Regions from separate parts of the Mus musculus genome. Here all the other regions are linked to region 1. The links are chromatin contacts, called in public HiChIP or PLAC-seq and promoter capture Hi-C maps. All regions are on one chromosome and are shown on one strand. The core of a region is the stretch at or near the end of the contact, and the rest is flanking DNA. Distances in the headings are between cores, read along the strand shown.

What was found. Promoter capture Hi-C pulls out the DNA fragments that hold promoters and counts their contacts. HiChIP or PLAC-seq counts read pairs in DNA pulled down with a chosen protein or histone mark.
Region 2: a promoter capture Hi-C map of pre-B cells shows a contact between it and region 1, with 3 times the contacts expected there. The contact joins the promoter of Tssk6 here to the promoter of Upf1 in region 1. A contact is called at or near these places in 10 of 39 promoter capture datasets (cranial neural crest, embryonic stem cells, fetal liver and 5 more), 2 of 484 Hi-C or Micro-C datasets (Th1 cells and natural killer cells), 4 of 115 datasets of contacts at active chromatin or transcription factors (astrocytes, embryonic stem cells, memory CD8 T cells and 1 more) and 2 of 9 other capture datasets (liver and macrophages).
Region 3: a contact with region 1 is called in a promoter capture Hi-C map of liver, with 3 times the contacts expected there. The contact joins the enhancer-like site here to the promoter of Upf1 in region 1. A contact is called at or near these places in 4 of 39 promoter capture datasets (cranial neural crest, embryonic stem cells and liver) and 2 of 115 datasets of contacts at active chromatin or transcription factors (both in embryonic stem cells).
Region 4: an H3K27ac HiChIP or PLAC-seq map of embryonic stem cells shows a contact between it and region 1, with 2.4 times the contacts expected there. The contact joins the promoter of Mau2 here to the promoter of Upf1 in region 1. A contact is called at or near these places in 5 of 39 promoter capture datasets (cranial neural crest, embryonic stem cells, liver and 1 more), 2 of 484 Hi-C or Micro-C datasets (embryonic stem cells and neutrophils) and 3 of 115 datasets of contacts at active chromatin or transcription factors (all in embryonic stem cells).
Region 5: a contact with region 1 is called in a promoter capture Hi-C map of liver, with 4 times the contacts expected there. The contact joins the promoter of Tm6sf2 here to the promoter of Upf1 in region 1. A contact is called at or near these places in 9 of 39 promoter capture datasets (the C10 cell line, cranial neural crest, embryonic stem cells and 4 more), 1 of 484 Hi-C or Micro-C datasets (liver), 2 of 115 datasets of contacts at active chromatin or transcription factors (effector CD8 T cells and pancreatic cancer cells) and 2 of 9 other capture datasets (adipose tissue and pancreatic islet).
Region 6: a contact with region 1 is called in a promoter capture Hi-C map of liver, with 3 times the contacts expected there. The contact joins the promoter of Gdf15 here to the promoter of Upf1 in region 1. A contact is called at or near these places in 8 of 39 promoter capture datasets (the 3T3-L1 cell line, cranial neural crest, frontonasal cranial neural crest and 4 more), 2 of 484 Hi-C or Micro-C datasets (both in embryonic stem cells) and 5 of 115 datasets of contacts at active chromatin or transcription factors (Th17 cells, double positive thymocytes, embryonic stem cells and 2 more).

What each region holds. Positions count from the first base shown.
Region 1 is chr8:70,351,217-70,356,122 of GRCm38.p6, forward strand. Upf1 (UPF1 regulator of nonsense transcripts homolog (yeast)) reads right to left here and starts at 2,063. Exons shown (of 24, transcript NM_030680.3): 1 at 1,562-2,063. The coding sequence starts at 1,777.
Region 2 is chr8:69,899,876-69,904,781 of GRCm38.p6, forward strand. It overlaps Tssk6 (testis-specific serine kinase 6), which reads left to right and starts at 2,309. Exons shown (of 1, transcript NM_032004.2): 1 at 2,309-3,643. The coding sequence starts at 2,433. The coding sequence ends at 3,254. It overlaps Ndufa13 (NADH:ubiquinone oxidoreductase subunit A13), which reads right to left and starts at 2,145. Exons shown (of 5, transcript NM_001382215.1): 1 at 2,062-2,145; 2 at 1,667-1,857. The coding sequence starts at 1,760.
Region 3 is chr8:70,023,762-70,028,667 of GRCm38.p6, forward strand. It overlaps Mau2 (MAU2 sister chromatid cohesion factor), which reads right to left. Exons shown (of 19, transcript NM_001376946.1): 7 at 4,858-4,906; 8 at 3,861-4,007; 9 at 3,704-3,794; 10 at 2,912-3,015; 11 at 2,413-2,490; 12 at 2,067-2,132. Among named protein-coding and RNA genes, the nearest start is that of Mau2, 17 kb to the right of the region's middle. Within about 2 kb of position 2,585, at least 4 of the 459 cell types and tissues checked have an H3K27ac peak or open chromatin away from gene starts, as enhancers often do. A contact at or near this core is called in liver, where this site is marked.
Region 4 is chr8:70,040,018-70,044,923 of GRCm38.p6, forward strand. Mau2 (MAU2 sister chromatid cohesion factor) reads right to left here and starts at 2,717. Exons shown (of 19, transcript NM_001376946.1): 1 at 2,375-2,717. The coding sequence starts at 2,668. Sugp1 (SURP and G patch domain containing 1) reads left to right here and starts at 2,770. Exons shown (of 14, transcript NM_027481.3): 1 at 2,770-3,063. The coding sequence starts at 3,030.
Region 5 is chr8:70,070,849-70,075,754 of GRCm38.p6, forward strand. Tm6sf2 (transmembrane 6 superfamily member 2) reads left to right here and starts at 2,076. Exons shown (of 10, transcript NM_001293795.1): 1 at 2,076-2,241; 2 at 3,430-3,533; 3 at 4,484-4,581; 4 at 4,652-4,755. The coding sequence starts at 2,147. It overlaps Sugp1 (SURP and G patch domain containing 1), which reads left to right. Exons shown (of 14, transcript NM_027481.3): 12 at 266-411; 13 at 674-803; 14 at 958-1,499. The coding sequence ends at 984.
Region 6 is chr8:70,629,105-70,634,010 of GRCm38.p6, forward strand. It overlaps Gdf15 (growth differentiation factor 15), which reads right to left and starts at 2,991. Exons shown (of 2, transcript NM_011819.3): 1 at 2,229-2,991; 2 at 289-1,070. The coding sequence starts at 2,508. The coding sequence ends at 439. Gm34154 (a long non-coding RNA gene) reads left to right here and starts at 3,459. Exons shown (of 2, transcript XR_870495.2): 1 at 3,459-3,751.

The DNA of each region.
Region 1 (4,906 bases), core at 813-3,312:
CACTTCCACTCGTCTCCCCAACTGCGCCATCACAGCCCTTCTCCAGGTCCATGAGGCCCAAAGGAAACAAGGAAGGTCTACCCAGTGGGGAGACTAACAGGAGGACTAGCTTGCAGGGCCACCTCACTCCTCCAGGCAATCTGCCCTCTCCCCACCTCCTTACACTAAAGGTAAACAGCTAGAAACAACAAGCTGGCACACCTGATCCGCATCGCAACAGGAGCTGAGTCAGCCCTCTCCTTCTATTCGGGCTGAAAATGAGCCCAAGTGGGTGGTCTACCCACAGGCATGACTCAACCAGCCAGCTTGAAGGCCCTCCCAGAATGCGGTCTGAGATCACTGCTGAAGACTGGTGGTGGCTCCCTAGCCCTAAGTACAGATGGACTACAAGAACACCTGTGGCTCTAGCCTGCAGCTCCCCCCCCTCCCCGAGAGAATACAGGAAAACAAAGCCAAGAGGTGCCTGACACCAAGCCAGCCATAGAGAGGGAGAGCATTTGATGGGGAGGCAGAGGGGGCCTGGCCCTGGCCCAACCTGAAATGCCTACATCGGCAGCCTATCATTCAAAACAAAAGCCCCTCCCCAAGGCACAGTCACCCATGTGGTACCCATTGTGGGTAAGGAACAAAATTCAAACCCAACTTTTCCAAGCAGAGCCTAGGAGTTACATAACACCGGTTTCAGCAACAGGCAACCCAGAAGGAAAAACAAACCGGCAGTCACCTCTCCATCCACAAAGTGGGCTATTTCCACTTGAGGCGACAAAACCCTGGCTCTGCTCCAGGGAACCCCTAACCCAAACTTGAACTTGAACCCTGGCTGGAGGGGGTGGTGGATGAAGTGGCAAAAGGGTGAGATGGGGTGGTTGGACTAGCCAAACAGGTGACCCTGGAGGGCAATGTGGGTCCGTCCAGAGGATAGCAACTGTGGACAGGTCACCTTAGACATACCTAGGAGGGGAGTGAGGGAAGCTCTGGCTTAAGCCTTGAGCCGAGCAGATCCTGCGCTACAGGAGGGACACTAATGCAGGTCACTGCCCAGCCTAGCAGGGTGGAGGAAAAAAGGACAGGTGGCAAGTAGCTGGGACAAGAGGCTGGGAATCAGAGAAGATGGTAGGTAGCTGGGTGGGCCAGAGCAGCAAGGACTAGGGCAGGTAGCAGGAACCTGAGTCAGGTGGCAATGACTGTGGCAGGTAGACCTGGAAGAGGTAGTTGGAATAGGGTGGAAGCAGAGATCTGGGAAAAGGGCAAGTAACGGGAACCAGATCTGGTAATAAGGTACCAGAGACCTAGGGCAGGTGGCGGGTACCTGGGCAGTTTAAACAAGAATCCAGGGTGGGTAACTGGAGCTGGCCAATAGGGACTTAATGTTTAAGGAGCCAGAGCAGGAAGCAGTTACCCAGGCTTGTTAACTGGACCTGAAGCCGGTAGCTCGGACCAGCGCCGTCTAACTGGGACCTGGCTCAGGTTCACAGGGGCCCAAGGCTGGTTAACTGGGATCTAGCGCCGCAGCTCCCGCGCCCGCCCGGCTTCCGGCGCCGCCATGCGCCGCTCAACTCACTTGTGCGTCGAGCTGGCCGGCCGCGCCGCCTGCGCCCGCTCCGCCCGGGCCTCCCGCGCCGCCGGGGCCGCCGGGGGGCGTCTGCGTCTGGCTGGGAAGGGTGAAGTCGGTGAATTCGAACTCGGAGCCCTGGGTGTCGGCGCCGAGCAGCTCGGCCTCCTCAGTGTCCAAGAAGGTGAGTGTTTGCGAGCTGGGGCCGTACGCCTCCACACTCATCCTGCCGCCCGGGCCGCGCCTTCAGCGGGCGCCTCACCGCACTCGAGCCCGAGGCTTCGGCTAGGCCTAGGCCGTAATCCGGAGTAGCCGCTGCCGCCGCCCTGAGAGCCGGGCGGGCTCCGAGTCGGCCTCCGAAAGCAGAGCCGGGCCGCCGGTTCTGAGCTCTGAGTTGCCGCCGCCGCCGCCGCCGCCGCCGCCGCCGCCGCCGCCGCCGCGCCCCTCCGTAACGCTGCTCGCCTCAAAGCCGACCGCCGCTCTCAGACCCCTGGACAGGAACCGCCGTCGCCGCCACCGCTGCGGTGCGCGTGCGCGAGCCGGACGCCGGCACAGATGCGCGTGCGCGAGTCCGACGCCGGCGCAGGCGCGCGCGTTCCTCCCGGAAAGTAGCCAACCGCACCGGAGCACTGGGAGCTAAGCGGGAGGGCGGAACTCGCCGTGCGCCTGCGCGAAGAGGCGGGCCTTCAACCGCCTAAAGGACCTGGGCTCGCGAACTTGGCCCCGCCCCAACTGCTGCCTAGCGGTGCGCATGCGCGCATGCGACGTCCTCACCTCCGGGCTTCAGGGCTGGATGTTCGTTAGGTGCTGATTGAGGCTCTCTCCAGAAGGTTTTGGGTGTGGAGCCTGTGGCACGGGGACCACGCACCTGCACTCCTTGAACCTTAGTTACCCCGTCTGTCACTTGGCTCGTGGCCATTCTCAGTATTCATCGATTGAATAAATGAGTAGGGAGCGGGGACTCTGCCAAATGGTAGTCACTGCTACCCCGAGCACTCCTGAAGCCTGTGAAGATAAATGCTTCTTTTGTCTTGCGATCAAGTCGCACTGGTCCGAGCTAGCCTGGGAATCGCTGAGAAGGGGTCAGGTCCCCTAGAACTAGTTATGAATGGATGTGAGCTCCTCTTGTAAGCGCTGGGTGCACAACTCTGAGCCATTTCTCCGGCCTGTTTTGGTTTTGATTGAGGGTCTCACACTGTAACCATGGTTGGTTTGGAATTCGGGGGAATCCTCCTGCCTCAAAGTGCCTGGTGGTGGGGTGACAGGTGTACATGCAATGTTGACCACGGAACTAAGGGCTCTTGTGTGCTAGGCAGAAGCTACCAACTGATGAGCATCCACAGCCAGCTGCGAGACTTAGAGAAACACTCCTCCCTGGGTTTCCTTCCCACTCTTCAGTGGAGGAAGTGTAAGTGTTGCAGCTCTGAAGGGAAAGGCATTCCCCCCACAGAAGTGTATCTGCTCTGCTTGGGCAGGGGGAGGGGTGGAGGTGGTTCCCCAAAGTGTTTCAGCTGTGCTCCAAAAGATCCTGGCAATTGGGAGCCAAGAAATAGAACAAAGTCACAGCACACAACAAACCTAACACGAGATTTATTGCGAGGGAAAAACCCAGGAGGGTGGCTGCCTCTGCTTGGGTGGATCTCCCAGTAAGGACACTCCTTAAAATCCAAGCACTCAGGAGTCGAAGGCAGGGAGATCTCTGTAACTCTGAGGCCAGCCTTGTCTACAGAGCGAAGTTCAGGACACCCAACATTACATCATCTCAAAACACACAAAAACAGATGCTGAGTGTAGAGGCGCAGTCTCCCAGGACTCTGGAGATGGAGACAGAGCAAGGATTCAAGGTCATCCTAAGTTGTATAGCAAGTTTGAGGCCAGCCTGAGGTATATTAGAACTTGGCTAAAAAACACAATGAAACAAACAAAAACAGATAAGTAAATGTTCCATCAGGCCAAGGATTAGTTAGCCCAGTTCGCTGCAACCTTCCATAGAGGGACAGTAGTGCCTGTAGCCACTGCTCAATAAAAGGTTCTCTGTTGCTTTGTTGTTTTTCAATTCTTAGTACATTTATTTAGTTGTGTGTGGGCACACTTGTACATGCACAGCACATGTGTGGGATCACAAGACAACCTACAGGTATTGGTTCTCTCCTAATAATGGAACTCGGATTTGGTGACAAGCCCCTTTACCCACTGAGCCATCTCATCAACCTCTTGGGTCAGTCAACAGGATATAAGATTAAACCACCAGAGTCCAGACTTCAGTTGTCTTTTTGGAGTAGGATCTTTGAGAGTTCGAGACCAGCCTGGTTTAAAAAGTGAGATTCCGGGGCTGGTGAGATGGCTCAACAGATAAGAGCACCCAACTGTTCTTCTGAAGGTCCTGAGTTCAATTCCCAGCAACCACATGGTGGCTCACAACCATCCCTAACAAGATCTGGCGCCCTCTTCTGGAGTGTCTGAAGACAGCTACAGTGTACTTACATATAATAAATAAATAAATCTTTTTTTTAAAAAAAAAGTGAGATTCAGGATAAACAAGAGAACCATTGTCTCAAAAAATTAAGCCTGGCGGTGGTGGCACTCGCCTTTAATCCCAGCACTTGGGAAGCAGAGGCAGGTGGATTTCTGAGTTCGAGGCCAGCCTGGTCTACAGAGTGAGTTCCGAACAGCCAGGGCTACACAGAGAAACCCTGTCTCTAGAACCCCCCCCCAAAAAAAATTAATTAAATCTTTAAACAAGACAAGTAATTGCTCAAGACCTCTTCTCAGGCAGGAGTCCTCCAATCCTGCATGTGGCACATGGTGTGCTCTCAGTCCCACTGAAATCGGTGGAAAAGAATTAGCCGGGCGTGGTGCATGCCTTTAATCCCAGCACTTGGGAGGCAGAGGCAGGCAGATTTCTGAGTTTGAGGCCAGCCTGGTCTACAAAGTGGGTTCCAGGACAGCCAGGGCTATACAGAGAAAACAAAACAAAAACAAACAAACAAAAAAAAGACCAAAAAAAATTTTGTTTTTGTTTTTTGAGACAGACCCTGCCTCACACAAGCTGGAGGGTGAGGAGGCACACCTAGCATCGTCTGAAGTCAAGGGCTCCTGTGGCGAATGTCCTGTACACACAGGCTTGTGCTCAGGCTATGCATGTCTGAGATTTCTCAATAGTGTCCCAGTGTCACAGCAATGTGTGCTTTGTTAAACTAAGGTCACAGAGGAAGTGTGGGGCCACTCTGTTTCTCCTCCTTCTCCTTCTCCTTCTCCTTCTCTTATTTTTAAATAATAGACTTTGTTAGGAAGGAAAAATGGCCAGACCTGTAGTTTATATACTGACTCATGTCTGATGGTCTGTAACCTCCG
Region 2 (4,906 bases), core at 1,059-3,558, 450 kb before region 1:
ACTCTGTAGACCAGACTGGCCTTGAACTCAGAAATCCGCCTGCCTCTGCCTCCCCAGTGCTGGGATTAAAGGTTTGTACCATCACTGCCTGGCTAGTTTTTGGGTTTTAAAACCAGTTTCTCACAATATGTTCCTGGCTGGCTGGAACTTGACATTTGGATTTGGACCCTGGAACAAGGGACAGAGGTTCATATTTTACATACCAAAGCAGCGTGACCTGGCCTCCAGGTTCTCCCAGCATCCCTCAGTCTGTACCTGGCACATCTTGCCCACAACTCTCAACTATCTAGCCCAGGGTCTGGGCTGCCCTTCACCAAGAGGCTCTTCTCTATATAATCCAGAACCAAACACTCTCCACATAGCCTAGGCTAGCCTTGAACTTGTTGTGACCCATCTTTGCTTCTCATGTCTAGAATCACAGGTGAGCCATCACACAGGACCAGAACATTTTGTTTGCTTAGTTGAGGCACAGTTTCTATAATATGCACATTAAAGTCTGATGAATTAAAATCTAAAAATCTGAATTTGTAGAAGGTGGAGTTAGCAAACTCAGGTCCTTTGGAAGAGCATCAATGCCCTTAACCACTGTGCCATCTTACAGTCCCTAAGCCCATCTCTCTCTTCTTCTAGGGTGAGATGGGATCATGTAGTCCAGGTTGATCTATGTAGCCCAGGATGACCCTAACCATCAATCCGTTTTGCTTCAGCATCCAAAATGCTGAGATGATGGGTGTGCACCACCAAGTCCTGTTTATGCAGTGCCAGGGGTGCGACCTAGGGCTTTGAAAGGCTAGGCAGGCACTCTACCAATTGGGCCCCAGTTGCTAACTACTGTATTTCTGTAACTCTGAGCACTGACAGTGGGGACTTTAACTTTCTTCATATTCTTTTCCTGTTGAAATCGATAATAAAATTCTAAATGTTACTTAAAACACTTTTAAAAACTTAAAAACACAGCCTGGTGGGCACATGCCTGTCATCCTGGTACTATGAAGGCATAGAGTTGGGGTGTTCATAATTTCAGGCTGGCCTGGGCTCCACGAAAGCCGGTGGGGGTGGGGGCTGGGGGTGGGCAGAGAATGCCAGAAGAGGAACCAGCACTAGGGAGGCTAGAGTTTAAGACTAGCCTTCTATGCTATGTTACAATCAACACACATCTTGCCTTGGGTGGACCTGTCTGTCATCCCAGCAATCCATTGGCAAAGGCAGGGTCGCCACGAGTTTGAGGCCAGCCTGGGCTATATAGTAAGTCCCTATCTGCAAAAAAAAAAAAAAAAAAAAAAAAAAAAAAAAATTTAAAAACATTAAAAAAAAAATACGTATAACGGTGCATACCTATGAGCATAGCCTTCGGAAGTGAAGGCAAGAGATCAGGAGTTCTAGATCAGTCTCTGCTACGGAGTTTGAGGCCAGCCTAAAACAAAACAAAAGCCTCCAAACTCCAGGTTAGTGCTTCTCGCAGGCTTAGTTTCCAGGCCCGTGGAAGCCAGCTGGAAACTAGGGGACATGAACATTCTGGCTTCCGGGATGCTGCACTAGAAAACCAAGATTCCAACTCAGCCTCCGCTCACACTGTGCACTCTGAAGCCCGCAGGCTGCCCTCTCTCGTCTAACCGCATAACAAAAGCCTGGTCTGCGACGAACAGGACGACACTGAGACACTGACCCGACAGTCCCCGGCGGGGCAGGTTCCGCTTGTAGTCGATGGGGCCGTAGCCCCCTGGCGGGGGCATGTCCTGCTTCACCTTCGACGCCGCCATACTTGCAGGACCCGCAACTTCCGGCCACCAGCGGAAGTGAGGCAACGCGCGACCACCATTTTGAGTGTGGCGGAAGTTCCGTCACCCAGGAGGTTCCCTATAATTTGGAAGCGTTACGCTAGCCTTGCTGCGATCCGGAAGTCAGTCCCTCCTCCCTCTGGCCCTAGGCAGGGAGTAACTGTGGTCTGCATCTAGAGCTCTCTCGGGCGTGTTTCTTGCACTAAAAACCTTGGGAGTTCACCTACTTTCTTTCGTGAGCCATGGTAGCCAGGCTCGAGGCAACAGGCTGGTTCCCACCCACCTGAGCACCATCACTTCAGGGAGGGACTTGTCCTGTTCCACATCAGTGGGCAGTCTCCTCGCCAGTGACTTCTCACGAGGAACTGACCATTAAGGGCGATTGAGTCACAAAGCCTAAGAAGGGTTTAGGGAGCCCGCGGGGCGGGGGAGGGAGGGTCCCCGCCCCAAGGCCGAGTGACGCCCGCAGTCACTTCACAAGGCAGAAATTGTTACCCGGGCAATAAAAGTCATCGCGGCTGTAGGGCCTTGGGAGTGGGCACATGGGGGCACGGGGGTGCAGGTGCCAAGCACCATGGGTTAGGCCCGAGATTGGAGTCCGGCCGCCCCCCGACAGCAGCCGCCTCCTGCTCCCCGCGCGCCCCGGGCGCCACCATGTCGGGCGACAAACTCCTGAGCGAACTTGGCTATAAGCTGGGCCGCACGATAGGTGAGGGCAGCTACTCCAAGGTGAAAGTGGCCACCTCCAAGAAGTATAAAGGGACGGTGGCCATCAAGGTGGTGGACCGCCGGCGAGCGCCTCCGGACTTCGTCAACAAGTTCCTGCCTCGAGAGCTGTCCATCCTGCGGGGAGTACGGCACCCGCACATCGTACACGTTTTCGAGTTCATCGAAGTGTGCAATGGGAAGCTGTACATCGTGATGGAGGCAGCAGCCACCGACCTGCTGCAGGCAGTGCAGCGCAACGGGCGCATCCCGGGGTCGCAGGCGCGCGAACTCTTCTCGCAGATCGCGGGCGCCGTGCGCTACCTGCACGACCACCACCTGGTGCACCGCGACCTCAAGTGCGAAAACGTGCTGCTAAGCCCTGACGAGCGCCGCGTCAAGATCACGGATTTCGGTTTCGGCCGCCAGGCGCACGGCTACCCAGACCTGAGCACCACCTACTGCGGCTCGGCCGCGTATGCGTCACCTGAGGTGCTCCTGGGCATCCCCTACGACCCTAAGAAATACGACGTGTGGAGCCTGGGCGTTGTGCTCTACGTCATGGTCACCGGGTGCATGCCCTTCGACGACTCGGACATTGCTGGCCTACCCCGGCGCCAGAAGCGCGGCGTGCTCTACCCTGACGGCCTCGAACTGTCGGAACGATGCAAATCCTTGATCGCCGAGCTGCTACAGTTCAGCCCGTCTGCCCGGCCCTCGGCGGGCCAGGTGGCGCGCAATGGCTGGCTGCGGGCCGGGGACTCCGGCTAGGAGCCGGGGTTCTCGCTGTTCCCGCCGCACCAGGCACAGAGCCAGGGCGGCGCACGCGCGAAGGGCGAGCTTCGGGAAACCCGCGAAGTCGCCGCGCGCCACTGCGCACGCGTCCTGTCCCTTCCCCTTCCCCCACGGCGGCGGCCCTCTGAGGCCTGCTGTTGGGTTCTGATTCCTCCTGCACAAACTGATTGCTGGAGAGCGCATGCGCATCCTCGATTTCTGGCGAGAAGGCCCCGGGAGGGGCGCAAAGAGAAGAGAGAGAAGCATTGCGCCTGCGCAGAATGAGCTGTTGCACGGTGGGTTGCCATGCTACAGAGAAACCGTGGGCCAGCCGTGCACGCTAAGTTCCAGGTTGGAACCTGCAATAAATTCGCTCTTCCTTGCAACTGGGGTTAGCGGTGGAACCTTGTCACTGAGCAGGGGGTGGGAAGTTTTCGGCAACTTAGAGAAAGGCGAGTATGTGGAAATTCTACCTTTAGACCTAAAAACCGGAGTAGGGAGATTCAAATCCTGATTCTTCACGTCCCTAAACTGGATAAATTCCTAAAAGTTCTATAGTCATCCGCCAGGATCTGATGATACTTGAATTGGGATCAGCGGGACTGCCTGTTGGCTGGAACAGCATTTACAGATGTGACACCCACATAGGTGTCAGTTGTGCAGAGACAGGTGTGGATTGTACTCAGGTCTCTGGAAGCCGGGAGTCCTTGGTGATGGTTGTTTTCCCTATGGGAAAAGTTTACAGGGAAAAACCAGACCCATCTACTGATGATCTCTTGATTTGTTGTTGGTGGTGGTGGTGGTGATTTTGTGTGTCAAAGTTAGATCAAATACCTCACTATGCAGCCTAGGCTGGCTTGTAACTTGGATTCTCCTGCCTCCACTTTCCAAGGTGTGCAGTCCAGTTCTGCATGTCTTGAACCAGATATTGGGATTTTGAGAAGCTTCAACCATCCTTGCCTTCAACAAGGATGCAAGTGCAAGCCAAGTAAAAGAAGAGCCGAGATGTGGGGATAATTGTACGTTGTGAGGAACTCCCGTGGGCGGTGGTATCCAGAGACAGACTCAAGCTGGCCTCAGCCCCAGCTCCCCTCTACTCCACAGGTTTCTGGTGCCCTGGAGTTTTTGAATGTGAAAACTTTCCTCATGCTGGGCCCTAACTGCGGCATTGGCAGATGGGGAGACTGAGGCTATAAGAGGGGAGAGGCCTAAAGTCTGGGGCTAGCTGGAGTATGCCAGAGTCGAGAAAAAAACCCACTCCCCTGGCAGTGGGCAGAGGGAGCCAATGGATACAGGCTGTGCTTTGTGTTCCGCACCTGAGAAGTAGGGCTTGGGAAGGCGGGGGCTCAGTAGACTCAGGGTTTGTATTTCTATATTGTCTTTTGAGATTCCAGTACACAAGTTGACTACACCACCCACTTCCCATTGCCCTTCTTCCTAGTGTTGGAGGTAGAATCGAGAACCTTACTCTCTGAGCCAGCCAGCCCCCCCAACCCCCCGCCCCTCACTGGGCATTCTAGGGGCATTCTAGGCATGGGTTGCACCACTGAGCCACAGGCCAGGCTTGTTGTAGAGACAGGTTTTGCTATGTAGGCATAGACTACTCACATGTAACCCAAATAGAAAAATGGGGCAATCCTCTTGCCTCT
Region 3 (4,906 bases), core at 1,335-3,834, 330 kb before region 1:
AGACACAGAGCTGCACAATGGCTCCTTTCAGACTCAATCAGCTCACTCCAAACCCAAGCACGAAGTGTAATTAGCTCCTCCTCCACCGGCAGCGGCAGGGTGGAGCTAGCTATTCTGATCCTGCCAATGACCAACAGTGGATAATGACAAGACTTGGTCTATACATAGTCCAGGCTGGCTTGAAGTTCTCTATTCTTCCGGCTCAGGGTCCTAACAGCTAGGACCACAGGCCTGGAACTGCCCTGGCTTGCTTTTGCTTTGTAGTCTAACAGATGTACAGGGAGGCACGTTGGGCATGGTCTCTCCACTGAACCACTGATTATGTAAAGTGAGATGATCAAGATCCAGGTGTGGTGGTGATGGCTGGTCATTCCAGCACTTGGGAAGGAAGCTGAGGCAAGATAAAAAAACAAAACAAAATAAAAATCCCCTTTTTCCCCAAGTCAGTGTTGGGCTGGAGAGATGGCTCAGCAGTGACTTCTCTTCCAGAGGTCCTGAGTTCAATTCCCAGCAACCACATGGTGGCTCACAACCATCTGATGCCCTCTACTCATCTGATGCCCTCTTCTGGTGTGTCTGAAGACAGCAACAGCATACTCATATACATAAAATAAATCAATCAATCTTTAAAAAAAAAAAAGGCCATGTTTGTCTCTGAACTCCATATGTAGACCAGGCTAGCTTCAAATTTACAGAGATCCACAGGTCTCTCCCTCCCAAGTGCTGGGATTTGTTATACCACCACACCTGGTCAGGCAAGATCAGAATTTAAGGCAAGTTGACTGCCTGTGCAACTGAGATATACTGTCATGAAAAACATAGGAAGGGGCTGCAGTTTGGCAATACAATACTTGCCTGGCATGTGTGAAATTTTGGGTTCAATCTCCTTAGAAAAGCCCAGATGTTTGGGAGAAGGAGGAAAGGATGTGAGAGTCTAAGCAGCCTGGGCCCTCTGACTCCAATTTCCTACAGTTGTGGTCTAGCACACAAAAGCCCAGGGTTGTCTTTCCTGACCTGAACTGCAGCAGCATTGGTGTGTTGGTTGTGAACAACAGGAGTCTGAGTTTGAGGACAAGGTTGGTGTTTGTCTTAGCGCCTCTCCTTCCATGTATTGTCCAGAAGACTCCCTTCAGCACATGACTTAAGCATTGTGCTGCTGAGGCAAAGCCACATACAGAAGGTAAGACAACCTCTAAGAACAAGAGGTTCCTGGCACATTGCAGAAGGGCTCTGGCATTGCAGCAGGAGGGCCTGGGGTCTAGGGAGACAAGGGTGGAGCCAAAGGAGTGGGCAGCCAATTGACTCTTCACATAGCATTCAGACATATAGCAACCAAAGAGGGGAACTTCTATCCCACGGTCAGAAGAATGCTCCAGCCCCCTTGCTCATAAAACATAACATGCTCTATAAAATCTCTACTGGGGGCTCCCTGGGGAATAGGTCAATAGCCTCCCTTTCCTGCAAGGACACTGAGGCCAAGGTAGGGACATCCTTCCCTAGTCCTGGGCCAGGTGAGCACAGTGGGAGTTGAGTTGTCCCTAGAGGCAATTGTGCCACTCTGGGAGAAATGGACCAGCTTCTTAGGGACTAGTAGGTCAGTTGTCTAAGTGTGGGTGCCTTGTTGGGGACCCAGCCTCCCTGAGGTAAAACCTGTCCTCTGTTCCTGAGCACCTATCACAGGACTTAGGATAAGGGCACATCTCAGTCACTGTACATCCACATACTATGACTCTACCAAATCCCAGATGACTCCAAGAGCACCACAAACTGACCTAGTCTGAGAATGTCCTAGAACTTAACAGGTGTCAAAATGGCTACCCAGTGTCCCTGTACTCCTGATACATATATCCTTTCCTCATATCTTTCCAGGGTAGCCAAGAACTCTTTACCCTAGCCACTTCCCACCCCAAGAGGAACTGTGTCACGGTTGTGGCCACTGTCAGGCTAACTATAGTAGATGTGGGCTCAAAGTTTATAGCTCTTGCAGCAGACCTAATCTGGTCTCCATGCTTTTTTGTGTGGCAGCCAACCTTACACCATATTGTTACTCAGGAAGCCAGCCTTACCCGAAGGGCTGTGGTAAATTGGGCTTCAGCATTATCCATGCAGTTCACGGAGACACAATACAGGCCCTGAAAGGACAGGCATACATGTAGGGCTCAGGTCAGAACCAGGGCAGCTGACCCAGTGACCATAGGCAAGCATAATTGTACTGGGCCCTAGGATGAGCTTCAGGCTATTATAAAGGACCCCTCCCCACAACAGAACAGAGCTCATGTTTGGACGCTGCCTGGGTAGTATCACAGGGTTATTTACTGGAATGCCCAGATCCTTTCAGGGTGGATCACATCCTTTGCTAGGTATGTGCTTGATTTTGGCAAGAGTGGGGTCCAGTGCCTGGGGCATACTCACCAACAGTGTGTGCAACTGGGCAGCATGGTTGGAGAAGAGCCTAGGGGACTGCTGGCATAGCTGGCAGACCTGGGAGATCTGAGGAGAGAACCAAGGTTCCTGTTCTGGGACCTGGCACTGGGGTGCAGCCCCAAGGCTGGAAGACATGCTCCCATCTACTTGCCAAACTGGGGGTCAAAGTCCTGGCAGGAGGAGCCACCACATGGAGAGGATGACCCTGCTCTCCTTTCTCCTTGCACATGCTGACCTTCGTCCCAGTTTCAGGTTATAAAATGCCTCTCCAATGTTCTCAGGAAGGTGTGCATTTTGGTGACATGGGTCCCAGTCATATCTCAATGTTCCCCGAGCATACAAGTTTTAGGGAACCAGACTATTGGCTTTACACTGGATTCTACAACCCAGGCTAGAGCAGTGACAGTGAAATCACTGTACCCTCCCCTCTTGACACCTGTGTCCACATCCAGACCAGCTCCCACATCCCGCTCTCTGTGCTTCCTACCTCCTGTAGTGCAGTGGCCTTGTGGCCTGTGACAAGCCGGCACATGATGATATGCTCCAGCAGGATCACTTGGAAAGACGACAGGATAGGGCTGCAGTCCAGCACTGGGGACAGGAGGCAGGGGTGAACATGCAAGCATGGTACCACCCGGCCCCACCCACATCATCCCCGATGTAGCCTCTCCCCATCTAGATAAGGACGTAAGCTCAAACCAATGCCATTGTGAAGCATCCTAAAGCTAAGAAGTGCCCAGTGGATAAGGCTCAGGTAAAGCAGGAGCTTATCAAGCACAGGTCAGGTCCTGGCTTGAATGCCAAGCACCAAAAGCCACAGGAAACTCTGGGCTGAGCACTGCATTACATACAGGCCATATCTACAGAGGCTGCCTGCTACTACTGCTAAGAGCTCAAGAACCTTCTGGGTGGGTTCTCCAAGATGTCTTCAACTGTGCATGTGAGTGGGACAGAGCTCAAGCCATGGGGAGCTCAGGCACTTCCTGGCAACCCTGCATAGATCTCTTGGGTGAGGAAAAAGTTGTTGCCTACACAGCTTAAGGAAAAGAAAAGCACAGTTCCACAGGCTCAAAGAGATTAAGAGGAAGGCTAAGGCCACATGCACCCAGGATGCATGAAATAGTCAAGTGTGTGGCTAGAACCCTAGACTCTGGAGGATTCACACATAGTAGGTAGGTAGGTGAGAGCTAGGTTCTGACCCTGGCCTCCCTGAACATGGCAATGTCCTAATGTCAAGGAAACTTGGGACTGCTCGAGTCCCCGCCCAGGTAGCACTTACTCTTAAGCTTCTCCAACTGCATGAGCGCCTTGTCTGTGTACTTCTGTGCCTTCTCCAGGTAACCAGCCTGCATCGAATGCATCACTGTGACCTGCAAGGAGACAGGTGGTGGTCACAAGGCTCTCTCCCCGCCCGGGCCCAGGGTGGCAGGACTCACCAGGTAGACGAGCACACACATGTGCTCCTTGGGCAGCCAGTGGAAGAGGTCAGCAGGGTTGCTGGGCAGGATTTCATCATCATGTAGTGTGGAGATGGTCTGAATGCACTGCTGCAGCTGCTTCAGGCACGGCTTGACGCTCTTCACCTGTGGTGTGCAGGCCTCAACATCACACCCCAGGAGGCCTGGCAACCTTGCCCAGCTCCTGGATGGGGACTCTTTCTCCTACTGCAGGAGCTCTTCTCCTCAGGTCTTGGCCTCCCAGAAGCCAGGCTTCACGGAGGCAAGAAGTAGTTACCTCCCACAAATAGAAACCCTGTTAGCACTGTGGCTTCTGTTAACCCTCCTGACATCCTAAGCCTCTCAGGGACAGCTATGGTTCTCAGCATTCAGGGACAGCTAAAGGCTGCCATGTTTTTATATGCTGAATGAGGAGCTGGGCCCAAAGGGACCACAAGGAAGGCCCTTACTAACAACAGGTTCACTGAGCATTTCTTGGGTCCCCACAACACTGGCCTAGCACCTCACAGGGACTTACATCATAGGAACAGGAAAGGGTAAAGGCAGGAAAGGTAGCTCCCATGACATAGGCTGAGGCCATCACATAAACACGGGTGTCAGGTCTTCAACACAGCCACACAGCCATACCAGGGTCCCTACCGACCCCCACAAAGCTGCTGTAAGCTGGGAAAGGGAAGTGTGTAGCATGTTACCCTGTTTTGTCTTCATGGCTTCCACAAACTTCCTTCAGAGGCCTCCCAACCGTGTGTGCACTCAATGAATGTGAGGCCATAAATTCTCCCTCAAATGAGGATAGGCCCACCAGGACAAAACTGCTCTGTAGGCACCTCTATACTTGGGGCTATGTCATATAATATGAAGGAGCTACCAACTATGCTAGAGCAGGACCTATGCATGTATGTTTGTGTACTCACAAACATGCAACAAGATCATATCATGAGTAAACCCTCTCCACAGACCCTGAGCGACAACATACCTGCCCAGCATCCAGGTAGTGGGTCACCTGCAGCACCAGGAAGAAGACA
Region 4 (4,906 bases), core at 1,467-3,966, 310 kb before region 1:
GCCCTGGCAGCCTCCGGCTTGCACCTACACTGAAGCCTGGCACTTGGCAGGGTCAACCTCACTCACTACTGCCCTGGATGCTCCAATCCACTTCTGGCCCCAGGCACACCTTGTTATTGACCTGAAACCTTGAATGGGCTCACTAGCTCACACCATTCAAATGTCATTCATGCAAATAAGAGGCTCCCTCATCCCTATTATCAACTCTATCCCTTCCTCTGGTCCAGTGTCCATAGCTCTTATACTAATAGCCTTATTGAATGCTAGTCTCACTAAAGAAAAAGCTACCATGCGCAGGACTTTTCAGTCTGCTCATACCCAGACAGTCCAGGACAGGCTTGACACTTGGTGGGAGGGGAACAAATAACTCCTTGATGAATGAATAAGACAACAACAGCAAAAAGCACTAACACAATAATGACATCTTATTCTAGTACAGAAACTAGTGATCATTAAACTGAGGTGACTAGAGAGAGATGGGTAGTTAACAACACATATTACTCTGCACTGGACCCAAGTTTGGTTCCCAGAAACTCCATCAGGCAGCTCACATATAACTCTAACTCCAGCTCCAGGGTACTCAGAACTTTGATTCAGTGGGCACAACATTTAAGAGCATATATCCACACATATAATTAAAAATAATTGTATCTTTTTTTTTAACTCACAAATTTGATTAGCCCAGGTTTTTGGTCTTTTTGAGGTAGGGTTTCTCTATGTAGCTCTGGCTGTCCTGGAACTCCTCTGTGAACCAGGATGGCTTCAAACTCAGAGAACTGCCTACCCTGCCACTGCCCAGCTCAGGTTTCACCTCTTTTTTAAATGTATGTGAGCACACTGTAAGCTGTCTTCAGACACACTAGAAGAGGGCATCAGATCCCAGTACAGATGGTTCTGGGAATTGAACTCAGGATCTCTGAAAGAAGAGTTAGTGCTCAGAACTGCTGAGCCATCTCTCCAGTCCCATCCCTGGTTGGTTCTGTTGAGACAAGGTCTTCTATGTAGCCCTGACTCTTTGGCAACACTCACAGAGATCCATGTGCCTGTCTTCTGAGTGCCAGGATTAAAGGCATCTGCCACCCTACCCAGCTCTTTTTGATTATAATTTTTTAAAATTAATGGTATTATTTGTTGTGTATGATATGTATGAGTGCAGGCAAATTTGGAGATCAGAAGGCAATTTTTGAGAGTGTTCACCTTCCACTCAAACTCAAGTTATCAGGCTTGTGCTGCAAAAGCCTTTACCCACAAAGTCATCTAAGCAGACCTGCTTTCTTTGAGATATTCTTCCTGTGTAGCCGAGGCTAGCCTCTTGCCTCTCCCTTGAACATGTACATCACAGGTATGTGCAACTATGCCTGTAATCTCAGTACTTGGGTGGCCAGGAAGGATGACAGCTGGGAATTGAGACCAATTCTTTGCTACATCGTGTAAGACCACGACAACCCCCCCCAACACAAAAACAAACAAAAAACCCAAACTTCACACAGTGTGGTCTTTGCTAAATCACTTTACTTAGCTAAGCCTATACGGTTTCACTCTTGAAATAAGGAAGTTTATTGGTTCAGTGAGGATTAGAAGCTCTAACTATGCACAGTGTGGGAAACAAGAATTTTGATCCCCTCCTGAAGGCAATTTACTAGACTGTCTGCAGGTCAGAACATTAAACATCTGAATAGTCAAGGAAACAAAGATAGGAAAATGGCAAAAAAGAGGCGGAGGTGTGGAAGAGACACAGTTGCCATGAGAAGAAACAAGTCTTACTGAGAAGCTGAATGACAGCTACCTCTTGAAATTCTGTGAAGCACCAAGACGTCACAAATCAAGTTGGAGGCGGAGTGGGGACTCTTTCAAAGATGGACCATTTCGTGGTGGGAGAAGAAGCCACCAACAGTGAGACTGACCTCCAGACCCCCGAGGTGCAAGTGACTCTAGAAGCTACTTTCTGCACTTCAGGTCCTCACAAGGCAACAACGTTCAACAAGAGGCTGAAGGCCTCACCTTCCCCAATATCCATGCCACAAGGATCTGGGACTCCAGACCTAGACACCTGACTGTCAGAAGTCCTGGACTTTCAGATTTCCTGCGACCTCGCTTTCACACGTCAGGGAGCTCGCATCTCTTCCTTAGGTAGGTGCTTCTAGGCTGACGCTCTGGGTCCTGTTCCCGCGGCCACCCGACTAGGAGGGTCCCCGATGCAAGCACCAAGTAGCTGAAGAGGGACAACTTTCCCGGTTCCCGGGTGAGAGGGCGTGGCGGAGCCGCGTCTGTCACCGCAGGTGAGGGCGAGGCCTTCGGAAGTCCCAAGCCCGACGAGGCGGAGAGGATCGAGTCCCCGGTACCCGCGGCCCGCCCGCCTGGCCCGCACACTCACCGCCTTCTCCAGGTGGCTGCGCGCCTGCTCGCTGTTCTTCGTGTGGTGGTAAAGCACCGAGCCGAGCTGCAGGTGCGTCCGGGCCTCGATCCGCTGAGGCGGCTTGAAGGGGAACACGGCCTGCAGGCAATGAACGCACAAGCGGATCTTGGGCGGGCTAGATGTTCGGAAGTGCTCGGCGAAACCCAGGAGAGCCAGATACCACGACTCGGCTGCCTCGGCCTGTGCGGCCTGTGCGGCGGCAGCCTGAGCTGCAGCCGCCGCCTGCGCCGCAGCCGCCGCCTGTGCCGCCATCTTGGCCCGCACAACAACAAGCCGCCTCCACAGAGAGGCGGAAGCACCTTGAGGGGCGGGGCCTGGCGACCCGCAATTCTCGCGAGAACTGCTACGCAAGGACTTCTGGGTCTTATGGTGTGTGTTCGAAGTGGCTCCGACTGAGGAAGACTCTGAGGAGAGGATGATACCTCTGCATCATCGTAACTGAGAGTAATACACGTTCGTGAACTGACGCCGGCGTTTCTGTGGAGAAGACGCCCGGTGTCCTAGAAGGGGGTTGGACGAGATTGTCGGAGAAGGACTACATTTACCATCAGACCAAGCGCACTATAACAGAGCCTCCCTCTTCTCAGGTGGCGCCGGAGCATTGTGGGATTGGATGAGTCTCAAGATGGACAACCGGGATGTTGCAGGTAACATCCCCCGACTTCCCTTCGCCGCCCGCCTGGGTTCTCGCGACTGCACGTCTCCTGTTCACCCTACTTTCTGTCACGGACCTGACACGCGGACTTCTCGCCTCAGCCCCAGGGAAACTTACAGTAACGTTGCGTGTGCCCTTCTCTGGTCTGCCGAGACCCCAGACTCGGGTTCGCCCCCCAACCCCCGCCCGTGGCTGAGGAGCGCTCCTGGTCTCCCTCAAAGGCCTGGGCGCCGGGTGGGAACCGCATGGGCTTTCCCAATAAACTGCTCTCGGGCCGGTGGCATCCACAGCGGACAGCCTGGGACATCCCTCCTGCCCCTCCGGTCCCCTTTGGCTTGGGTCCTGCCTTGTGGGAAATGTGCGTTTCCGAACTGCACTGGGTCAGCCAGGGCGGTTTCCCACGGTTACGGGTTTAGCTCTCCCTGTGCCCCTAGGATGAAATGCATTTGCCCATTCACCATATGCTTCCACACTTGCTGGGTGCCAAACGCTGTGCTAAGCTTGCGTGTCAGTGCACCTGGAAGCAAATTTTGCAAAGAACTAGTTCTCGTGACGTGAGGTTGGATGCTGCTAATATATTGAAGGTCAGGGAAGGCTTAACAGTTTTTAAAAATCCATTTGTCTTTATGTCTTTGTGTGTGAGTACCTGGAGCTGGAGTTATAGTAGGCCACCTGGATGTTTGCTTGGATTCTCTGGAAGAGTGACAAGCACTCTTAACCTCTGAGCCATCTCTCTGGCTCCATGAAAAGTCTTTCTTGAGTACAAGATGTTCCATATGAGTAGATGCTGTCTATAGGAAGGCAGAGGTTTCACCACAGAGGCTGGATAGGCCTCAGAGTGGACTAGGATTGTCTCCTTGGAGATTGTTATGAATGAAATGGAAATAATTAGGGGTGTCAACTCTGGTAGTGTCTAGGGAGTCAGTTTTGCTTTCAACATTTAGAATTTAAGGGCTGACGAGATGGTGGTAGTTAAAATGCTTGTTGCCCAAGAGTGAGGACCTGGCTCCCCATCTTCAGTACTCATGTAAAAAAGCCAGATGTACTGTTGTGTGCCTGAAAGCACAGGACTTCGGACTGGACACAGGTGGATTCCTGGGGTGTATTGGCAGCCACGCACTGAAACGGGCTTTAAGGTTTTGTGAGCTGCTCTGTACCAAAAAATTAGGCAGAGCGACAATAGGAATGCTTTTAATCCCAACTCCTGAGGGGTAGGTGGACATCTGAATTCAAGGTCAACCAGGGCTGTGCAAACTGAGACCCTGTCTTTTTTTTTTAAGTTGGTGAGTGATGGCCTATGTTTTTAGTCCTAGAACTTGGGACATTGGAAAGTGCAGGTTGGTCTCAGTGAGTTTGAGGCCAGCCTGGTCTACAGAGTGAGTGCCAGGTGTTGGAAGGTAAAGGTGGGTCTCTGAGTTTGAGGCCAGCTTGGTCTACAAAGTGAGTTCCAGGGCTATACAGAGAAACCCTGTCTTGAGAAAATAAAAAACAAACAAGGGGGAGAAAAAAGAAAGAGAAGATACCTGATGTCAACCTCTGGCTTGCACAGTGCCTATGCACATACATACAAATTTAGTGTTTAAACATAGCATAGTGGCACATGTTTGTGATCTGCACTGGAGAGTCAGAGGGAGGAGGCTTGTTTCAAGTGGAAGCCAGTCTGGTCTACATAGGAAGAAAATGGGCTGGTGAGATGGCTGAGCAGTTAAGAGTACTTGCTGTTCTTGCAGAGTACCTGATATCTAGCATCCACTTGTCAGCTCACAAGCATTTATAACTCCCAGGCAGTCACATGGTACACAGTCACCCACCCCCAAACCTTTTAAAAAATATAT
Region 5 (4,906 bases), core at 826-3,325, 280 kb before region 1:
TAACGTCCCAAACAGGCCATGTTAATGGTCACCTTGTCCCCTTTGACTTGAGTGCCTGGAAGCTCAGCCCTTTGAAGACAGCATAAGGATGAAGAGCTTGATTTATTTCAGTGGAGTCAACCACTGATGGCTGGGGCACATGGGTGGAACCAGTCTGGCATGAGGCTAACTAAGATCAAGTTGGGCAGGCATTGGAGCCAGAACTGGGACCTAGGGACAGCTATAGTCCCCATGGCTGGCAACTTTCTCCTCTCTTCTGTTGCAGGAGGGCAGAGAGCCAGACTACTCAGAATATAAGGAGTTTAAGCTGACGGTGGAAAACATTGGCTACCAGATGCTCATGAAGATGGGCTGGAAAGAGGGCGAGGGGCTGGGCACTGAGGGCCAGGGCATCAAGAACCCAGTGAACAAGTGAGTGCTGCCACAGGGCTTGCGGGAGCACACAGATGGACAAGTCCTAAGGTTCCAGCTAGTGACAACTAGTTCTGGTTTAACTAGTATGTAAAGCCTTGCTACCCACACTGCTTGACCGTGAAGCTGGCCTCTGACCCCATGTCTGAGTGAATCTAGGACCTGCCAACCCTGCCACCAGTCCCCACCCCAGTACCCCAGAAGCCCTTCCTGTCTGTCTCATCCTGGTTCCTACTCATGACTGCTGGTTTTCCTTCCACAGGGGTGCCACCACAATAGATGGAGCTGGCTTTGGCATCGACCGGCCAGCTGAACTCTCCAAGGAGGATGATGAGTACGAGGCCTTCCGCAAGAGGATGATGCTGGCCTACCGATTCCGGCCCAACCCGCTGGTGCGTGCCTCCCTGACTGCCTGTTAGTTTGAGAGAGATGACAAAACCCCTGCTGTAGCCCTCACAGGATGTCAGCTCTGCTGCCTGCAACGTTGTGGAGGGAGGACCTATAGTTTTCCACTAACACTCCTTTGATCTTTTTGGGCTTCCACAGAACAACCCCAGACGGCCCTACTACTGAATATTCTGGAAACACAAAGTCTACATTCAGATCGGCCATCCTTGGACTATGAAATGTTCTGGCATCCATCTCTATCCTGTGGTCACAAGTGTTGTGCTGTGTATTAAAGTCCCAATGCTCACCTGTCCAGCATTCCAGTTCCTGCTGTTGCCAGAAACCTCTTTTGTCCCTCCTCCAGTCCCACTGAGGCTCATTGAGTTCACAGTAACTGGAGACCAGCCAGTTGATTCAGACTTTACCCCAGGCAGAGGAAAAAGAGGCTTCCAAACACTTCATGATATGTGCATGGGCTGGTGTGGACTGGGCACAGCTGGAGTATGGGTAGGGCCTGTCTAGAGGCAGAGGCCTGGGCTGTCTCATGTATTGCTCACTGCATAGCTGCAAGAGCCCAGCTGGAGCCCGTGATGGTCAATCTTTGCAGCTTCATCCCATTTGTGCTGCCCTGGATCCTCCCCAGACCTCTCCAGCTAGTCAAAGTCCTCAAGAGAATAAGAATGATAAATCTGAGTACTCCAGTCTTGCTCCTCTGGTCTTCCATCTCCCCAATGTTTCCCTCTCCCAAGATCTGGTTGGGCATGACACAAAAGGTCCTAGAGTTGGCAGAGCTGAGTAGTGGGAGTGTGGCCAGGGGCTGGACTGCAGTGTGTACAAGTTGTGAGTGTAGGGCCTGGGGGCGGGGCCATGTAGAGCGTGGCTGCACTCTTGAGCTAATGCCTGTGAGTAGGGCTAGGAGAGGTGAATGGGTCTTAGGTAAGGGACTATTGTGGACTCGGTAAAGGGAAGTCTCTACAGTTCAGCCCCACAGGTGACTAGGGTATGGGGGCGGAGTTATAAGCTGGGTAGAGGTAAGGGGGCATGGCTGCAGATGTGGGACGGCTGAAAACTGGGAAAGGACGCTGTGCAATGGATAAAAGGACTGAGAAAGGGAGCTTATGGGCGGAGTCTCCTGATAGTAGGGCGGCACTCCCCACCCACCCCCTCCGCATACTGGCCAAGAACCTCAACACAGGAAAGGGTGGTGACCAGCTCCTGCGCGGGGCGACCTTTGCGCGCGGGGGGGGGGGGGGGGGCAGGCAGGTTCCTGGCAACTCAGAGCTCTGACGCGCTGCGGTCACGGAGCCAAGCGTCCTGGAGGCCTCGCCGGGGTCGGGGTGCCGCTGCCATGGACATCCCGCCCCTAGCCGGCAGGACTGTGGCAATGTCATTCTGCGCCCTGCCAGTGTCCTACCTACTCAATCAAGTTTCGGCGTTCTCACAGTGCGTTTTCGTCCATGAGGACCATGGGGCTGGAGGGAGGATGAGGGGTAGCAAAATCCCATAGGATGGGAGCTGGGCCGGGGGAACGCCATTGCAAGCAGAAATCCCTCTCCAGCCGCGCTGTCAGGAAGATGAAGTTGTAAGTTTCTGGGGAAAGGTGATGTGGAGCCATAGTGGGTTGTGGCATTTACGAGTATTCCAGGGATGTATGCTGTGCCAGTTCCAAAGTCACCCAGGGTCAAAGTATTTTCCTAGATAAAGCCCAACTCACCCAACTTCCCTGGTACGCATGCCCTGTACCATCGTCTCTGTCTCAGGCCTAGAGTTAACTCCCCCTACAAGCAATGAGCACCCTGTCCCTGACTTCTATCTTCAGATAGACCCCGGAGGTCCAGCAATCCCCTCACTCCAAAGCTCAGTTAACTCAAACAGTGGGATAGAGAGGGCCTTAGCCATAGGTCTGACTCCCTGGTACCTGTCTCCTGAGAGTCTGAGTGAGCCAAGTGCCCTTTGGGAGCCCAGGTCTCTTTATCTATCTGGGTTTCACTATCGTCATGGGTGAGGATCACAAGTTCTGTGCAGTGTCAAGATTAGTGTTGGCATTTTGGTTAAGTAAAACCAGGATGGAGTTTATGAAATGTGGGCCTGGGTAGTTTAGGAGAATTGAACAAAAACTGGCTGTGTGGCACCAGACAGGTGGATTCCCCTCTCTGGGTTTTGGTTTGTTTGTCCAGCTGTGTTAAGGGAAGCCCAGAGACCTGGCTTGTGTTATCTATGCAGCTAGCTGAACTGTCTTATCAGACTGTATAACTTCGGTGTAACTGAGCAAGAATAGGGAAGTGCAGTTGGAGACATTTGGACTTTAGTTGAGAGAAACTGGGAGCCTCAAGAAAATACTAGATTCCCTCCCATCAGAGTCCAACCACATGAAGGGTGAGGCTCAATGAGTGACCTGGCAAATCCAAAGGAATGAGTATTAGCTAATGATGAAACACAGAGATAGGGAAATCAGAGAGGGCTTCCAGTGGGAGCAATATGGATAAGCCTTGAAGTATGAGTAGGAGTTTGCCAAGTAGAAAACCTAACCAAGAAACCACTGATGGAGAAGTCAGGTCTCATTCTCCTTTGCTGACACTTTCTGAATAATTCCTCCAGGAGGTCTCACCCAAGCACTCGATTTTCCCCCAGGCCCCTGTTTGTGGTGCTGACGAGTGCTCTGATACTGGGTCTGCTCTTCCTGGCAGTCTATAGCCTATCTCATGGGGAGATCACCTACGACCCTCTCTATGCTGGTGAGTCATTGGGAGGTGCTGAGGAGCAGGGTTCTCTGGGCAAAGGCTAAAGACCAACCCAAGGACCTCTGTTAGTCTTTGAGTGGTTCCCATTAACTGTGGAACTCGGAGGGCCTGGAATACCATTAGACTGGAGAACCTCAAAGGGTGTCTTTCAGAGGTGGAACTCCAGAGAGAAGTAATTATGTCTTTCTCCCCTATGCCCTTCCCAGGACTCATGTAGCCTGAGCTGACCCTAACTCCTAATCTTCCTGCCTCTATCTGAGTTCTGAATGCTGGAATGACAATGGCACTTTGTCCAGCTCCAGACTTGGGACTTCCTTCATCACATATATAGAATGTAGAATGGATGCTATTATGTGTGGCCTGGTCACCTTTCCTTAGACCTGATGTTTCTTTTTCTCTTTCTTCCTTCCTTCCTTCCTTCCTTCCTTCCTTCCTTCCTTCCTTCCTTCCTTCCTTCCTTCCTTCCTTCCTTTCTTTCTTTCTTTCTTTCTTTCTTTCTTTCTTTCTTTCTTTCTTTCTTTCTTTTTTCTTCTTTCTTCAAGACAGGGTTTCCCTGTATAGCCCTGGCTGTCCTGTAACTCACTCTGTAGACCAGGCTGGTCTTGAACTCAGAAACTTGCCTGCCTCTGCCTCCCAAGTGCTGGGATTAAAGGTGTGCCACCACTGCCCGGCTGGACCTGATGTTTCAAGCCCAATTATAAGCTGAACTAAAAGCTAATGTGGTGCTGAGAGCCTGTAATCCCAGCAATTGGGAATCTGCAGCAGGAGGATTTTCATTTGTCCCAGGGCAGCCTAGGCTACAGACCCTGTGTCAAAAGAACAGAACCTGAGATTGCCCAGGCCCAAACTGTCATTGTGTTGGCTTTAGCCACACCCATACTTGGCCCTGTCCTTGTCCATGTCAACCCCACTCACCTGCTCAGTCCCACCTTCTCTGTCTCCAGTCTTTGTGATCTTCTCCTTCACCTCGGTGGTGGACCTTGTCATTGCACTCCAAGAAGATGGCTACATGATGGGCTTCATGGATTTCTACACCAAGGAGGTAGTGTGGGATAGCTGGGTGTGGTTCTGGCCCCATCATGCATGCTCCTGAGCCCCACTCCTGCCCACAGGGTGAGCCCTACCTACGCACAGCACATGGCATCTTCATCTGCTACTGGGATGGTACTGTGCACTACCTGCTCTATCTGACAATGGCTGGTGCCATCCGCAAAAGGTGAGGGGGACAGAAGACTAGGAACCCAGGAGGAGATTGATTCCTGGAGTGAGTCCCAAGTCTCTGGGGAACCAGAAGTGTTTGAGAAGGGGTGTGATCACCTGGGGAAGGCTCGAGAACATTTCCAGGTTGTCAACAGGTATGGCTGGCT
Region 6 (4,906 bases), core at 1,741-4,240, 280 kb after region 1:
TAGGCCTGGTTTGAAGGCGTGATGGGAGGAAGGCGACTTTCTGGGGAAACCTAGGCGGGAGCTGAAGCAGAGGCTGTAGAGATGAGCTGCAAACTGCCTCCCTCCTCCTTGCTGCTCAAACACCCAGGACCACCGGGTACTGGCTGGTCCCTCCCACATCAGCTGTCAGTCAATAAAATCTCCTTGAGGCCGGACTAATGGAAGCCTGTCTTCTGTTCCTCTTCTCAGGTCACTAGGGAACCTGAGGCTAGGGAGGTGGGTATCATGCCAAGGTCACTGAGACGCCTATAGAAACCAAGCTCACCTTTATTAGCAGAGTTTTAAATAAATACACAATCCATCCACCCAGCCCGACCCCAATAAATTAATAATATTAATAAATACAAATATAAATAGCATCCTTGAAGGGGAGTGTAGGTGAGGAGCAGGGCCCGGTGCTCAAGCGCAGTGGCAGCCCCGGGCCACCAGGTCATCATAAGTCTGCAGTGACACACCACTGTCTGTCCTGTGCATAAGAACCACCGGGGTGTAGCTGGAGGGGACACAGCACGGGGCAGGCACCTTGTCAGGCTGCAGGCCATGCAGGCGTGCTTTGATCTGCGCATGCGTGTTCGCGGAGCGATACAGGTGGGGACACTCGCCCACGCACATGCTCAGCTGCAGCTGGCGCGGGGACAGCACCCAGTCGCTCCAGCCCAAGTCTTCAAGAGTTGCCTGCACAGTCTCCAAGTGACAGCAGCGCCCCGGACCCAGTGGGCACGAGTCTCTTGGGTGCGCATGCGCGCTTCGGCGCCCCCTGCCGGCGGCTACCCGTAAGCGCAGTTCCAGCTGCGTGCCGCCAGAGGGCAGCATAGCCAGGTCCGGAGGCGGCGTCAGGCGCAGGCGTAATGCGGGAGCACGGGGTCCCCGGAGGCTGAGCGCACGCTTCAGGGGCCTAGTGATGTCCCAGGGGCGGGCCGTCGGCGTCAGCAGGAGCAGCGCTCGGTGCACGCGGTAGGCTTCGGGGAGACCCTGACTCAGCGACGCCCGGTTGACGCGGAGTAGCAGCTGGCCGTGGGACCCCAATCTCACTGCAGAAGAAACCAGAACACCGGTTACTCATGTCCTTAGGGTGTGCCAGGCACAGATGTGCCCCTGTGCAAATGTGCCACTCCCGCCGACCACAGGGTCTGCACAGATGTCAAACATAGGTCTCTCAGTATAGCCCTGGCTGTCCTGGTAACTCTCCATGTAGGCCAGGCTGGCCTTGAACTCACAGATATTTGCCTGTTCTGTGCCACCCCTCACCCCCACCCCAAACCCTCGTGCTGGGATTAAAGACGTACACCGCCACCTTCTGGCTTAAAGTTGATTTTGCTCTTAGCGACAGAGATCCCTAAGGTCTGCCCTGCGCAGGACAGCATGGATCTCTCCAACCTTTTCCCAAGCCTCTGAATAAAGTGTTTAACAAACAGAAGTTGGTTTTCTTTAAAGCAGGGTTTGGTTGCCTACACCTGTCTTCCCAGAACTTGGGAAATGGAGGCAGAAGGATTGCCCTGAGTTTGAAATCGACCTGGGCTACAAATAAAATTTGGGGAGGTTCTCACTCTGTAGTCCCAGCTGGCCTTGAACTCAAGGCAATTCTGCTTCAACCCCCGGAGTAGTTAGGATGGCAGACATGCGCCACCACATCCAAGTGTAGCTTTGCAGATCTTTAGGGAGAGCTACAGTTCGCTTGGATTCACACAACCCTAGCGGATTTGTAAGGGGGCGTGACCCAAATCAGCCTGGGCCCGCCCTCAGCCCTGCTGGGTCCCAGAGCTGAGTCCAGTCCCCTGGATCCTCCTCCCTCCCATCCAAGCGACTGTCACTTGTTACTGTAGCAGTCTCTTTACAAGCGATTGCGTCAGATTTCCGATCCAGTTCCCGCAGGTTCTTTCCGTTTGGCTCCCAACCTGGCTCCTGTCCCTCCCTCTTCCCTCCAGGACCCTCTAACCTTCCCCCATGTCCTCCCCAACTCGAGTGCTGTGCATCTCCAGGAGCGACCTTGACCTCTCTGGACATCATTTGTCCAGCTCCGGTCTAGGGACGGTCATCCGTCCTACTCTGGCTGAGCCCGCTGCTGGCAGCTCCAGAGGTCACAGCAGGGGAAACTGAGTCTCGGAAGCTGGGCTGGGCTCGTGGACTTGAGTGTGTTGGTTGGAGCTTGGAGAGGGTGTTCCTGAAGTGGGTCCCTGGTTGCTACTCACCCTCTGGACTGAGTATCCGGACAGCTGGGTCAGGACTTGGTTCTGAGTTCGAGTCCTCTCGGCTCTGGTTGGCATGCAGCCGGCTCAGCAGGTCCTGGAAGCGACCCCGTAGCTCGTCGGCGTTGAGTTGGGACTCAGGGCCGGAGGGTCGCTGTTCAGGCATTGCCAGGGCGTCCCCCTGCGATGGCCATGACAGCAGCAGCAGCAACAGCAGCAGGAACAGCAGGAACCTCAGTTGAGAGCCGCCTGGAGGCTGGGCCTGGAGCGCGGGCGGGGCCATGTCGCTTGTGTCCTGAGTGTGTCTTTGAGTTAAGCCCTCTGCAGCTGCCTTTATACCCACTGGACTCTGTCCGCTCCGCCCCCGTGTGCGATGCCAACTCGGGTGACCAGGCTAATTCGGGCGGGAATCCCAGGGCTCCGCAGGGGGAGGGGGTGGGAGGGAGGGAAACCGCCGGGCTGGGACCTGAGTGAGGGCTGATCGTCCCCACAGAACATGTGATGGAGTCCAGACTGAAGTTCAAGTGGCTTCTTCCTTCCTCTTGGGACCAGGACTCTCTCCCTCTCTCTTTCCTCCTCTCTCCCTCCCTCCTCCCTCCACCCCCATCAAAGGTGAAGCCAAGGAAAACCTAGAAAAGGCAAGTTCAGGCAAGTCACCCCTATGCCTCAGTGTCCCAGGAGTAGACATTACAGCCGTGCCCAAATGGGCTGGGACATAAGGACAAATCAGGGACTGCACCTCTTCGGTGTCCTCTGTGGGACTCCTACCAATCCTTCAAAACCCTGTACGAACAGTTGTCGCTTCAGGAACCAGATTTACCTTTCAGGATGACTGGATGCTCACACGTGCCCTGCCCTGTGCCTGCCTCAGTATCCCCAGACCAGGGGTTCCTCTTGGGAATGGAGGGAAGAGGAAATCTGCTGCGGGCCTCCTTCCAAACAGGAGGCGGCAGGTGGCTGGAGGGGGTGGGCAGTTCGTCTCAGGCTCAGATAGAAGATGGAGGAGGAGGATGAAGGTGCCAGGAGCCCCATCCACGGTCAGCCTGGGCCCTGAAAGGGTAGTGGCTGTAGTTAGGGCCTCTGGGGAAGACAGGAGTGAGCAAGGAGGGGCACCAGGTGTCATCAAGGGCTCCTGCTGGGGTCCCTCCCAGTATTTACATACTGCTGGGTGGCCTCTGACCTGTGGGGTCACTCCAGGTTAATGACTGACTAGGGTTACTCCATGTCCCCCTGTGAAGACAAGGTAGGTGCATGGTAAGTCTTCACCCGCCATCTCCTTTGTCCAAGACCAGGATGACCCCCAGAACCCTCCCCAAACTGATTCCAGACCACTCCTCCTCAGATCCAAGCCCCACCCCTGATGCACTGCCCAGAACTACCTGTTTGCTCCAGGACCCTTTGCCTACGGGGGTGACTCTTAAAGATCAATGTGGAGAGAGGTGGCACCGCCCTTGGGATCGCAGCTGTGGGCAGTTTTGAGGTATCTGCACTCTGTGAGGAGGCACAGCATGGTGGCCACCTGGCCGGTGAGAGTGGGGTTCTGGGATTATGTTCATCTCTGACCGTTTTCCCCCAAATTTAAGTCTCAGAGTTGGATTCTCTGCCCTGGGCGAGCTGCTGATCTCCGAATCATATCCCAGAGGATAATACTGCAGTCTTCTGGTCCCAGGCCAGCCATTGAGCCTCAGTTTCTCTTTCTGTGAAAGGCTGCTGTGGTCTACATCGTCAGGGTAGGGGTACAGCGGGGGCCGGGGGTGCACGCTACAAATTGAGGGACTATCCCGCGGTCCCATGTGACCTTGGACAAGTTTCTCAGCCTCTCTGCGCTGCAGAGCAAAGGCCAAGGATCAGGATACAGCTGTCTTGCTGCGTGAGATGAGAGGTTGAGACAGGACCATCATGGGTCACAGGTGGGGAAACTGAGGCTGGGGACGGCCCAAAGTCTCTTGGGATGCAGATGGCTTCGTAGATATGGAGCTCGGGAGTGGGCCGAGCAGCTGCCCACTCCCACACGGGGAGCCCTGTGCGGTCTGGATGCTGGGACAGGCCTCGATGTTCTCAGCACTTCTGTACCCCACCTAACCCCACAGGCCGCAGACAGATGCAACCTCAGCCAGCCCAGGTTGCCTCTCTGGCCCTCGGTGTCTTCCTGTGATGGGTCCCAACTTTCCTAACCCACACAGGCCCCTTCAAAAAAGTCACCAGGGCTTCCTGTTTAGGATCCCACTTCGCCAGGCATCTGTGCCCCCTCAACACACACCCACTGCTGTGTGTGACCAACTATACCTTCAGCTTCATCCCGTGGGGTCACCACAAGTTGTGGTAGAGAACTAGAGATGCCCATGTGACCTGAGTACACAGTAGGAGCTCCTGTGCACCTTGAAATTCACACTCTCAGCTGCTTGTCGATAGAGACCCAGGCCTAAAGTCTCAGTCAGGTGTCAGGGTGTCACTTGGGGGTTAAAACAAGACTGTCAGAAGCCTAGGGGACAGTTCCTCCAGGTTCATAGAACTTTCACTCTGTGAATCCAAACCCACAATCCCCCTGCCTCAGTCTCCTGGGTGTCAAGATGATGGAAAATGAGCTACCAAGCTCTTCCTTGCTATATATAGTATTCCACTCTTCCTACAGTGTGGTGACCAGGCCAACGACCAACTGGGCATCTGTCTCTTTAAGACCA